Regions from separate parts of the Sus scrofa genome. Here region 2 is linked to region 1. A link is a contact called in public HiChIP or PLAC-seq data. All regions are on one chromosome and are shown on one strand. Each heading gives the region's core, a stretch centred on a gene start, on an enhancer-like site or on the middle of the called end of the contact. The rest is flanking DNA. Distances are from core to core; before and after follow the strand shown.

Region 1 (6,751 bases), core at 2,588-5,087:
AAACCTGTGTAGTTTATTCTAAGCCAATAATTCCTTAATAAAGCCTGTTCAGCAGTTCCTGTCGTGGCTCAGTGGTTAACGAATCTGACTAGGAACCGTGAGGTTGTGGGTTCAATCCCTGGCCTTGCTCAGTGGGTTAGGGATCCAGCATTGCTGTGAGCTGTGGTGTAGGTCGCAGATGCAGCTCAGATCCCACGTTGCTGTGGCTGTGGCCTAGGTCAGTGGTTACAGTTCCAATTGGACCCCTAGCCTAGGAAGCTCCATGTGCCACAGGTGCAGCCATAAAAAAAAAAAAAAAAAAAAAAAAAAAAAAGCCCGTTCAAAAAATAAATGTGAAGAAGCAACTTAAAATTGTCTTTTGCTAATGTACAAAAATGGCTAAAATGTTCTATTATCTATCCTTTTCCAATCCCGTCTTCAACGTTTGGGAACCATGACACTGAGCTTCAAAGCATATCGCATGCCCAGTTAAAAGAGTTTTATCCCACTTTCTCTACTTCTGGGGCTATAAAATGTACATCTCCCAATTCAGAATCCCTGGTTCGCTCTCACAGATACACTAGCTCCTATAGTGAAAACCAAGTGAAGATACCGAAAGTAAAGAGCTGCAGGTCTCGCTCTCAAGTGCTGATGACGTTTAAGACATACGGTGCCTTCTATGGGCTGTTCAAAGTTAATAAGCAGAACTGCAGGTAAAAAATAAACGGATATCCTCTTGGAAGCGGACATTTCTGTCAAATTTACCTAAAGTTCAATTTAAGCCTCTAACAAGGACAGCAACCTGTGCCTCAAACCCTCTCAAATTACCCTCAGAATCTTTCTGAGAGACATTTTCCTGAGATTTCTCAACATTTTCCACCAATGTAAGCATGAGTGACAGAGGCAAGTAAACCTACCTAGGGCCCCAGGGTTTCCAAGGGAACTGAAATTACACTGACATTTTGAGTTATTTTAACCAACTTAAAAACATTTTATGCTCTACTCTTCATTACTTATCAAATATAGAAGCGATATCTTAAATAACTTATAATCAAGTAAAACCGACCCTCCAGGAAGAGGTGGCTGCCATGTTACCTGTGGCTCTGAGTACCTGGCGTGGCACTGCACTGGGCTGGGTGGACGTACCGCAGTTTAAATGTATGGATTTCCTACTTACTCAGCATCACAAGTCTAGCAAGTTACTGTTCGGAAAATTATAGTAAAAAGTGACTGGTACCAGCAAGGAGGGAGGCAGCTAAGGTAATAAACTAGACTCTAGAACTAAGAGTACTTATGTAGAAGCAAGGAGATGTTTGCCCAACTGATTTTTAGGTGATCACCACGCTCTACCGAACACATATTAACACCACAGATATTTACTTGAAGCCTGGAACCATGCTGAGCATATTATCACACTTTGCAAATAAGGGTGCCAGAGGGATAACGTACCTAAGGTCACAGAGAAAGGGTCCAGAGTTGAGATTCAAAACAAAGGCAATGAGCACTCTCAACCACTGAGGTTCTGTCCCGTCTCGATGACTACCTTTCCAAGAATGTTAAATTAGGTCCTGTACAGTTTAAGGGACGGATGAGTAGAATAAATTCCAGAAGTGTTTCTGGGCAGATTAAAGTTAAGGTTACTCAAGTCAAAGGAGAAAACTCCAGGCTAACTGACTAAGTTCAGTTATGAGATGCTTCTAACTCCTTGATGATGCTAATAGGTGAAGGCTGATCCAATCTGACGTGTATAGTTTGAAGAAGTGTCAGTATTCTGGTTTCCCTGGGACAATCCCAGTCTTCCTGGAACAGATGGGATTTTCTTCTTCTTCTTCTTCTTCTTCTTCTTCTTCTTCTTCTTCTTCTTGGCTTTTTAGGGCATAACCCTTGGCATATGGAAGTTCCCAGGTTAGGGGTCGAATCAGAGCTATAGCTGCCTGCCTACACCACAGCCACAGCAATGCTGGATCCGAGCTACTGAGTGAGGCCAGGGATCCAACCTGTGTCCTCATGGATACCAGTTGGATTCGTTACTGGTGAGCCATGATGGGACTTCCTTGGATGGAATTATTAACAGGACACCCTGTCACTCTCAAAAGTGTCCTGGTTTGGGCAATAAACTTTATGGTCATCTGAACTATAAATAATAATGAATTAAATTCAGTAAAGATATGGGTCTGGGGTCTGAAAGTCCAAGAAAGTAGTCACGCGGCAGAGGAGAGACGTGCGGAAGCAAGTTGGCAGGTTAAGCCTCCACACCCCAGCTGCCCTAAGATGACAAGGCTCAGGTGCCTCTCTCTGGGCTGTGTGGCATCCCAAAGGACAGGCTCTGCTCTCTGCCACGTCTCCCCACCCCCACCCTAGTCCTGGCTCCTTCTCTTCAGCAATACTTCAATATGAAGATTTCTACTGGGGACAAGGAAAGAATCAATATGCAGAAGGACGATCTTATATTTAAACAAGCCTATGTGCAATTCTTCCTTCTTGTGTGAGAGGTTGATTATCCAGCTGCAAGAACTAGGATTTGCAAACTGTAGGCCTAACTCAAGTCAGATGTAGGAAGGGGGTGAGGCTGAGGAATGCCTTCCTCTTAATATCTCTTTCCATGTTTCAGTCTATTTCTATCCTAGGGAAACCAGAAACGTGGGAGCACTGACTCTTGTGGGGGCCCTTTTCCTCAGCACACTGATAAGGTCACTCCTACTTGGCAACTTGAGAGAATGACTAAAGCTGCCCTTTAAGGGCTGATCCCAACTGGCTGATTTGAATGATAAGAATCTCCTTTGAAAGAGGAGCCCCCTGTTAGAACCCTTCCTACACACACATAAATTGTTGACTGGAATCATTTAAAAATCAGACTTGAGTCAGTCCTATATTCTAAGAGTTCTAACCCTGGTTAAAGAAAACAAACCAACCCTGAGCTCTGCCACATCACCTCTTCATGTGCATCCTGGGGGCGGAGGGACGCAAGGAGGGCTCTGAGGGCATTCACCATACCTCTCTACCCACTGAAAAATCACTAATAATTGCTGTGTGTCTTTAAAAGGAGGAAGCTTTCTTCCTGCCTTTTCTTGACCTTTTGGGAGGAAAAAAGTCAGATTTCTGCCTCTTTTTTTGGTGATGTAAAACCTCCACTTTTCGAGGCATTTATGCATCTCTTTCTTTAAAAAATGTATCACTTTTCTAGTCTACAGAGAAACTAAACTAACAAGTGTTAGAAGGTATCTTTGTTTTAGGAAACATTTGTGATTCTGAGACTGGACTCAGCTTTTCTGGGTTACCGAGGCACAAGGAAAAGGAATGAAAAAGAAACAGCTAAAATGGGAGGGAGGGGCTGAGTTTTGGAAAGCACTCCCGCACACCCTCTAGATCTGAGACTCTGAATACTCTTTGCAATTCTATGACCAAGTCATCAGTGTAGTCTAGTGACCAGACTAAGGCTGAAAAGGTTGTGATCTGCCAAATGTTCATGAACAAGGTTTTGTTTTTTTGTTTTTTATTTTTCTCAAACAAAACACACAAGAGAGTTCTAATAACAAAGCTACCAGGTCTCTGCCTATGTTTATCCACAGAGACATGATAGCAAATAAGCCAGCTGTGACCCCATGGTACACAAATGCCCTTTAGCTCTGAAGACTCGGAAAACGAATTTAGGTAAGGGTCCAGAGGTCTGAGCTCTAGCTCTGGCTGCAATGATTATTACTTTTGTGACTTTGAGCAAGTCTCTCAGTTTCCTAGCATCTCAAATTCCAAGGGCCTTCCTGCCTGAAGCTGTGCCATCCGCTGACTGCTGCAGCTCCTGCCTTGGGGACATCTGGAGCCTCGGAGTTCAGTGCCAGCCCCCATCCCAGCGGGTTTCAGGTCAGCCAGTGAGGTCACCCATGAGCGGGAAGGTGGCTCAGAGCCAACGCCAACAGGAGGATGGCCTGAGAGTAGGTTCAGCATTTAAAAACAGGTCAGGTGGGGGCAGGAGGAGGGAGAGCAGGCGGCCAGGCTGCCAGAGCAGCTGTGCCCAGGATAGTATCTACCCTAGACAGATGTCCCCAGATACAGTGTGTGTTCAGTGACCTTCTAAACAGAAGCATTTCCAGGAGAGAGTGGAGGAGAGGGTAAGACCACTTAAAAGTTAATAGTATACGCACTCATGAAATAAAATGCCTTACCCTCAAGATACGTCCGAGAAAATACACTGAATGAAGAAAAAAGCGTCTCAGAACCTTCCACGGAGGTTAAATTTTAATGCAAACATAGCCCCAAATCCCTGAGAGGTGGCCCTTTATCTTTCTGCCTGCTTACTGGTGGGGCGGCAGAGGGAAGGTTTGCAGTGATATTAGATAACGTTCCCTGGGTAGCACATACACGCCCATTGAATACTGACCCCGGGCGAGGCTCTGGGTGGGCACGGCAGGTGTAAATGGGCAGCCATGGTCTCTGTGCACGTGGAGCTCACGGCAGATCCCTGAATTCTCTCAGCAGATGAGGAAGCGGGCCCAGCCCAGCTCTGGGACACGTCCAAGGTCACGCAGCTGCTGAGCCGAGGGCCAGAGTTTGGATCAAGGTCTGCTCATAACCACCAGACTACAGCACTCAGTGCCACAAAACTGAAAAGACAGAGTGGAGGTTGCTTTTAAAATTCTCTTTCCAGTCTTCGGTTGAATTTTTTTGAGGGACCATCTTTTTAAAAGTTACTGTGATTTTTGCCTAAAGGTAGCAACTTTGTATTTATTTTTGAGGAGTATATTAATTACTCTTGAGTAGAAATACATGAATGGAAGACAAATATATGAAGAAAAAAAATTTTTTTGTCTTTTTTTTTTTTGTCTTTTCTAGGGCCGCACACCCGCAGCATATGGACGTTCCCAGGCTAGGAGTCTAATCAGAGCTGTAGCCTCTGGCCTACACCACAGCCATAGCAACGCCAGATCTGAGCCAAGTGTGCGACCTACACCACAGCTCACAACAACACCAGATCCTTAACCGACTGAGCAAGGCCAGGGATCGAACCCGCAACCTCACAGTTCCTGGTCGGATTCATTAATCACTAAGCCACGACGGGAACTCCAGCGAAGAAAATTTAAACAGAGAAATGAACTGTATTCAATCAAAGTATCTGCAAAAATCTTCCATTTACCTTAAAAGGGCCTAAATCAACTTCTGAGAACCCAACCTCCTAGATAATCCAGGCCAATGAGTGTCCCTTTTTGTACCACAGACAAGTCCCCTGAAATACATCTTATCTGTGAGATTTATGCCTCCACAGGACATCCGCTAAGACTCCATAACCTACTGCAGATTCCTGTTCCCACCTATCTTTCGGGGTCACTGTCCTTTCAACCCTGCTCTTCACCCAGCTACCTCAAGCTTCTAGCAGTTTCCATCTGCTGGGTCATTCCTCCTGTACCTTTGCTCACTGACATACTTCCAAGTGTCAGTTCCAATGTCATCTTCTCCATGGGGTTCTTCTTGGTTTTTCTCCCCCCTCCCTCTCCAGTGGAAATGAACTCTTTGTGCCCCATTGCGGCTTAAATCATCGCAGCATCTACAACATTTTGTTGCTAATTTGACTTTACTTCCCCCAGACCATAAGCCCCTTGGGAGCAGAACTGAGTTTTCTTTCTTCTGTATCATCCAGTGCTCGGCATATAATAGGTCCCTAATAAATGTTTTCTCAATCAATGTATATTTGTGAATTGCATGACTCTTCTTGAACTGCTTGTTATAAGCTGATCAATATAGATCAGTCTTCCTCAAAGTACAGCCCTCAGGCTTTTGCATCTGAATTAGCCAGACACTTATTTAAAAGGCAGATTCCTGTACTTCACCCCAGACAAAGCAAATCAGACCTCCAAGTCGGGAATATAGGAATACAGCCTGGGTGGGGAAGATGAGGGGTACTTTATTTGTTGCCAACACAATCCCAGACCTCTTGCACCGTCTATGTCTCTAACCAGTTGTGGAACTTGAACTTAAATTTTCTCACCTGAAGTCAGATTTCTAGAAATCATCCCTTTTCACCTCTAAAACTCTATACAGTGTCCGTCTCAACTCTCAGATATTCAGATTAAATTGGAATAATATAGAGGAGGTCCTGTCGTGGCTCAGTGGTAATGAATCTAACTACTATCCATGAGGACTCGGGTTCAATCCCTGGCCTCGCCTGATGGGTTAAGTCTCCAGCATTGCTGTGAGCTGTACTGTAGGTCGTAGAAGTGGCTCAGATCCTGTGTTGCTGTGGCTGTGGTATAGGCCAGCAGCTATAGCTTCAATTTGACTCCTAGCCTGGGAATTTCTATGTGTCACAGGTGTGGCCCTTAAAAGCAAAAGGAAGGAAGGAAGGGAGGGAGGAAGGAAGGAAGGAAGGATTTTTTTTTTAAAAAAAGAAAAATATAGAAGAGACCAGCATGGCCTTATACTAATTTGAGAAGAAAATTCACAAAGTCTCCGGGTTTTGTGGTCAGGCGGCATGGTGCTAGGAAAAAGCATTGGCTTCGGACAAGAAGCCCAGGGTCCTTGTTGCATGAATTCAGGCATGAACCTGTTTCTCGGCAGGGCTATAAGGGACAAGCTCTAGGAGGTGGCATGTGGCCAGCTCTCAAATGCAAGCCCCTCCCTCCACCTCCTCTTCCATCCTTACCCAAGTTGCTTTCTTTTGCCAAGTATTTATTTGCTTAACTACCACAGACGGAAGGTGTGATGTTACTAGAGACTACATAGTTTGTTAGAGGTAGAAAAACTTCAGGGTGTCAGCTAAAAATACCAGGAGAGGAAAAAGTCC
Region 2 (6,751 bases), core at 1,500-3,999, 100 kb after region 1:
AGATTAGCTTGGATTATCCAGGTGGACCCAATCTAATCACATGAGCCTTTGAAAGCACAGAACTTTCTCTAGCTGGAGTCCTACAGAGGCAGCTAGGAGTGGAAGAGTCCAAAAGACTCCAAGCATGAGAAGGATTTGATGTGCTGGAGCTGGTGCTGAGATACAGGGGGCCACATACAACCACTAGAGAAGGGCCTCTTGGAGCTAAAGAGGGCCCTCAGCTGAGAGCCAGCCAGAAAATGGACCCCAGTCCTATAGCTACAAGGGACTGAATTCTGCCAACGATCTGCTTGAGCTTGGAAGCAGATCATTCTCCAGGGCCTCCAGTTAGGAGCACAGCTTTGCTGTCTTAGGATTTTGGCCTTGTGAAATCTAGGCAGAGGATCCACTTGAGCCACACCAGTTGGACCTCAGACCCAGAGAACTTGAGATAAAGAGCTTGTGCTGTTTTAAGATGCTCTTGGTGGTAGTTTGTTACAGCAGCAATAGTAAACGAATACAAGGAACAATGAACGAGACATCATGCTGTATGATTTCATTTCTATAAAATTCTAGAAAAGGTAAAACAATAGTGCTAGAAATCAGATCAGTGGTTCATTGCTAGGTGTTCTGAGTAGAAGACTGACTATAGGATTAGAAGAGAACTTTTTGAGATGATGAAAATAGCATGATTGTTTATGGTAGTTACATGACCGTACTTTGATCAGAGGCCGTCATATTGTACACCTCCAGTTATTATGTTGTATTAAATGAAAATCACGCTGCAATAAAAGTGATGCAGAAAATACAATATTAAAGCTCTCCTTGCCTTTTGACTTGTCACTGCTATTTTGATGCAAAATTCTTAAAACTGAAAGTAAGTAATAGTAATAGCACATCTATCACTCATATTTGTAGATTCCTGTAGTTAATACATTTTTAATCATCTCAAAGACAGTGATGAAAAGTACAAAATTATTACAGTATATGATATTAAAATTATCAATGATTGTGTATTTATTATATACACACTGACATAATCATATGCATACATACATACTCTTATATGTATAGTCTAAAGATAGGGAAAAAGAGAAACTTTACCACTCTTAAGTCATTTTCTATTGCTAAGGAAGTGCTCATGCAGGCACACTGATTTGGTCTTTTGGGGGCAACATAAACACATTCAGTTAAGTGTCGTGTCTGAAGGTCAGTTAAAGGTATGTTTTAGAAATTTAAAAATGGCCCAAGCGGCAGTACATTGATTTCTAAATATTCTAAAACAGTGTTTTACATGCTTCATTCTTATGCCTTGTGATTTTTTTTTCTTGTCTATTTAACATTTTCCTCTAAATTCACTGTTTTTCTTTTTACTTCAGCTTCTCCCAAGGTTTGTCGTAGTCATGAAGTCATAGGTTTGATATGCTACTCATAATTTTCTAATAGCTATTAAACATACCTAATTGCTAAAGTACAAATATCCATCTGGTTTCACAGTGGCTCACATTCCACTGTCTGAGAAACACTTTTCTCGAGCTTGTCAGCAGAGAGAAATCACAGTGCCTTCTTCCCCAGAGCTGACTTTCTCATAAAGTACACCATCCCTGCTGCGTTAAGGTGGATTTCTCATTTCAGCCTCACCCAGCCAAACAGTGAGACATTTTCCCAGTTTCCAGAATCTGAAATCTTCTGCCCTCACTTGGTAGAATTTACCATCAAACAATCCAGAATACCAGGTCCTGAGACTTTCCCCTTCTTGCTCTCTCTAAAGTCTACCTGCCCTAATTCAGGATCTGTACACTTCACACTTGCCAGCCTACTGCCTCTCCCCAAACCCAGGCAGGGTCCCTATGGCTTTCTCATCCCCAACACCTCCTTTCCCATGGAGCCATTTCTCTAGGGCATATCACAATTTGCTTATCTTACCCATGCCCAGTGTAGAATTAAGAAATTAATGCAACGCTTCTCCCAGGTGTGAAACATTTGCACATGCGTTGATCTTTCTGGAGACCATAATATGGCTCTGAAGGTGGAACTCCAGATATTTTGACGGCCTGTGGTAAGACAGTCTTTCAGATCATCACATCAGGTGTGGTCAGATCCTATCTCCTCCAGGTATTCTGAGGCCTTTGATAGTATGGCTAAGCATGGAATCCTGCCCCAGTGATGTCCCCAAGGGACTGGCTTGGATCTCTTTCTATTGCAAAACTCCCAGTTTTATGCAATACTCTCTCCTGTCAACATGCTCAGAAGATACTGCTCTTTTCGTGAAAATTCAGCATCGCTGTTTTAAAATACTCTTTAGAATAATAAACATTTCCCTAGTATCACATCACTGTCAATATGTAAATGTGTAGATAATAATTAGGTGTCACTTGATGGAATCAACTTTGCCTAACTTTTTTGGGGTGCTTGAAGCACAAAGCTTTCACTCCTGGGATTCTTGTAGACCCAAGTTTTATGCTTGAAGATTAGAAGAACAGCACTGTTTCCTCTATTCATCTGAAAGCTGAAACTGGGACCTGCTCTGCAATAGCCATGTGAAGCTTGAGACAATTTCACATTTATTCTAAGAAAAAGCAATGAAAATATGAGCTATCAGATGCAGCTGGGGGAAACATGATACAGTGCTATCTGTGTCCTTGATCTTTAAATTTGCCTTTATGTGTGTATTTGAGGCTCAACAGCTGCCTCCACACCTAACCCAGGAACTGTTGGTATGTTCACTCCCCCTTCTCCTGGAGGGCGCACCTCCTGGTCTACACATTTTCTTCTTCTCTTCCCGTTGCTGCCAAAAGAACATCCACAAGGGGTGAGAGAGGGCTGTGACCAAAAGGAGTAGGAGTTGGCCCCGAACATTTGACTATTTCTTGGCCTCTGAGAGAGGATGAAACTCTTTATTATGAAGAACAGTAATGTTCTCGCTGCTCCCCTGTCATGAGCAGCTGTGGGTCCGGGGAGCCCTTTCTTTACAGAGGGAACTCTCCCAATAGGTCCTATCACCTTTTTCATCAAAGTACTCAGAAATACGCTCAGATTTTCCTTTCCCAGCGAAAAATGGACGTGTTGGGAATTGTGTAACTTGCTCAGGCACTTCTTTTAGGAAATATGAAAAAGGCTCCCATTCACAACTGCAGGGTTGATTCTCTTTCCTCAAATAGCAACTTGGGGAAATGCTGATAAGATTTATGTCTGTACTCCTAGAGTGCTCTCTCTGAACATTCCACATGTGTGACCTAAATATGAAGCACTGGCATCATTTAAAGCAAATGGGAATCTATCAATCTGTGGCCACATTCTTCATAAGCAGAATTTAAAATCACACCTGTTTATATGTTTTTTCCAAGGCAGTTCTCCTCACATTTTAATGTTTGAGTAAATGCAGTTTCCTAACATATTAGGATTGATCAGAAGTGATGAAACCCAAATTCTTACAGCTCTAGGAAGAGCAAAAAGGCAGCTGTTTCTATTGATTGACACCACGAGGTGTGACATAATGACCTTTCCCCTCAACATGTGCTGTTGCATCAGAGGTCTTCCCAGGTATTACCTGGGCGGGACGCAAATGCTCCTTCATTGTCTTCCTCATCTCAATATAAAGATGCTGGTATTTTTAAAAATTTTTTAATCTAAAAAAAAATTTTTAGGGCTGCACCCATGGCATATGGAGGTTTCCAGGCTTGGGGTCAAATAGGAGCTGTAGCTGCCAGCCTACCCCACAGCCATAGCCATGCTGGATCCGAGCAGCATTTGCGACCTACACCACAGCTCGTGGCAATGCCAGATCCTTAATCCACTGAGTGAGGCCAGGGTTCGAACCTGTGTCCTTGTGGATACTAGTCAGCTTTGTTTCCCCTGGGCCATGATGGGAATGCCTACATTTTTAAAATATAATTTATTTACCCCAATATATCTAAAATGCTGCTGTGGCAACATATAAGCAATATAAAAATGATTGAGATAATTTACATTTTTCTCCACACCAAATCTTTGATGTGTATTTTACATTTACAAGCTTGTTTCAATTTGTATTTGTCACATTTCAAGTGCTTGATAGTCACTGGTGGAAGTGGCTCCTCCACTAGACATCACAGATGTAGGTAATAGCTAAGGTCACCTTCAACTCTTGATGATACCTGTATCATTATTGTACAGTTCACTTTGCCTCAATCTTTTTAAACGGCTAAAGCATAAACCCACATCATGATGAATTAGCCTTTAACATTTTTTTTTTTTAGAAATGAGTGGAAAAAAAAATCCAGCAAAGTCATTCTTCTCTGGTTCCATAGTAAGAGTGTTACCAAGTTCAAGCTTGTACTGTTTGCCACATGACAGGCCAATAAATTGAGAAATGTTAGAGCCAGGAATAGCAACTTTATTTGGAAAGCTAGCAGACCGAGAAGATGGTGGACTCATGTCCCAAAGAACTATCTTGCCTGGATTAGAATTCAGGCTTCCTTTATACTGAAATGGGAGAGGGGCAGTGAGTCAAGTCAAGCATTTCCTGGTTCGGGTCCACCTCTGGAGGGATGTGCTGATTTCTTCCTTCCTGCAGTCATTCTCAGGTGGGCCTGGTTGGGGTGTTCCTGTGAGTTAAACAAAGGTATTTTAGCTTAATGCTCATTACCCGGAGGCAGGGTCCCCAGAAATGGGCTGTTATATATAATTTAAGCTTATAGGCAACATCCCTTTAGTGAGTCACTTGAACTAGAATACAAAGATTCTTCCCTATTACAAGAGAAGGTACCAAGAATTATAGTATAGTAGAGTTCCACTGTGGCTCGGTGGGTTAAGGAACTAACGTTGTCTCTGTGAGGATGCAGGTTCAATCCCTGGTCTCACTCACTGGATTAAGGATCCAGCATTGCCCTAAGCTATGGCATAGGTCACAGATATGCCTTGGATCCAATGTTGTTGTGGCTGTGGTGTAGGCCTTGGCTGCAGCTCTGATTTGACTCCTGGCCCAAGAACTTTCATATGCTGCAGGTGCGGCCATAAAAAGAAAAAATTATAGTATAGAAAGATGTTGGTATTTTGGGGGTTTATATTCTATGCCTGGCACTGTGTTTGGGAGTGGACATGGAAGAGTAAGACAGTTCCTACTCTCAAAAAGATTTCTCTGCCCCCTAGACATCGAAGTCAGGTGTCTGCCGGACCAATTTTTTGAAGGACAAGTTCCATAGTGCAACTTGCAGGGCTGGTGGGGATGCGCGGCAGTATAGGAACAGGGTGTGGAAGGGAGATACAGACATCCTCGTCTCCTACAAGGAAGGCCTAATAACCTCTGGCTCCATTGTAGCAGGCTTGAGTCCTGGTGGGTGGTAAGCCACAGCTGCTCTTCAGTTTGTTTCAGCCACAAGCATTGCCTAGAACTGTGAAGCAAGACGGATCTATCGTTTAGTCTATCACCCATGCCCAAAGAAAGTGTGGTAAGACATATTAGAATATCGGTTTGGATTTTACCTATTGTCTCTCAACTTCGAGCCTACCCTTCTCACGTCTTTCGCAGGGTCCCTGGAGGAAGAATGGTTGTGAGCTCTTTCTTCGATCCCACCGTAATTTCTCAGGAGGTTCTCAGCAGAGCTGGGGCAGGAACAGCTTGTCTTTGGTTGGGTCTCAATGGAGTATTTATGTCTTGCCCTAGAACAGTGTTTCTCAAAGGATAAGTCATCTGCGATAGATTTCTGTTAAAAAAATAAAGATTCGTAGACACACCCAAGTTTGCTGATCAAGAATCCCTAGAAATGGGGTTTGGAATCAACAATTTTAACTTTTTTTTTTGTCTTTTTGCCTTTTCTAGGGCCGTGCCCCTGGCATATGGAGAGTCCAAGGCTAGGGGTCTAATAGGACCTATAGCTGCCAGTCTACGCCACAGCCACAGCAACGTGGGATCCGAGCCGCATCTGCGACCCACACCACAGCTCACGGCAACGCTGGATCCTTAACTCATTGAGCAAGGCCAGGGATCGAACCTGCAACCTCATGGTTCCTAGTCAGATTAATTAACCACTGAGCCACGACGGGAACTCCCAATTTTAACATCTTTTAAGGTCATTCTCTGCCTTACTGAAGTCTGGGGAAAAGTCCACTAAGGAGTGACCAGAAGACACTGATTTGGGTTCAAGGAACTCCATGAATGTATTTAATATTTATAGGAGAATGAAGATGCTTTGAAAGATCCCAGGTTCCCATAATGGAGGAAGACCCAGATGCTAGATGCCAATGAAATCCTTCCATTGGTCACACCAATGAATCACTATTCATTTGATTAAATATGCTTGACTCTTTCAGAATGGTACTTCCTCTGGTGGATTTCAGGAGGAGGCATCAGTCAATTACATTTTGGTGTAAATTAATCTTATTAGGTTCATCTCCTTTAAACAAGAGAATGAGAGAAGAAAAAAAACACCTTGAGAACAGGAGTGTTAGCCTACTTGGTGTGTCTATCATACCTTAATTTATAATATTTTAAATGTAATAAATGTGTGTATATTCCTAAGGCTGTCTGGGATAGTCAGTTTTATATGACAAACTGATGAGGCTGCAGTACCTAGTTATTTAATAAATGACTGACCTAGGTGGCATTGTGAAGGAGTTTTGTACATGTGGTCAAATCAGTTTTATATGTATTTTTTTTTCTTTTTTCTTTTTTACATCTGCACTGGTGGCATAAGATAGTTCCCAGGCTAGGGGTCAAATGAGAGCTGCAGCTGCTAGCCTATGCCACAGCCACAGCAATACCGGATCCAAGCCACATCTATGACCTATGCCA

Evidence for each region. HiChIP or PLAC-seq counts read pairs in DNA pulled down with a chosen protein or histone mark.
Region 2: a contact with region 1 is called in an H3K27ac HiChIP or PLAC-seq map of skeletal muscle. The contact joins two enhancer-like sites. A contact is called at or near these places in 1 of 5 promoter capture datasets (liver), 1 of 47 Hi-C or Micro-C datasets (liver) and 1 of 2 datasets of contacts at active chromatin or transcription factors (skeletal muscle).

The regions. Positions count from the first base shown.
Region 1 is chr8:82,937,679-82,944,429 of Sscrofa11.1, forward strand. The region is part of intron 2 of SMAD1 (SMAD family member 1); the gene reads right to left. All of the region lies in intron 6 of LOC102165892 (a long non-coding RNA gene), which reads left to right. Among named protein-coding and RNA genes, the nearest start is that of SMAD1, 47 kb to the right of the region's middle. Within about 2 kb of position 3,838, at least 22 of the 83 cell types and tissues checked have an H3K27ac peak or open chromatin away from gene starts, as enhancers often do. A contact at or near this core is called in skeletal muscle, where this site is marked.
Region 2 is chr8:83,041,347-83,048,097 of Sscrofa11.1, forward strand. The region is part of intron 1 of LOC110262147 (a long non-coding RNA gene); the gene reads left to right. Among named protein-coding and RNA genes, the nearest start is that of SMAD1, 57 kb to the left of the region's middle. Within about 2 kb of position 2,750, at least 4 of the 83 cell types and tissues checked have an H3K27ac peak or open chromatin away from gene starts, as enhancers often do. A contact at or near this core is called in skeletal muscle, where this site is marked.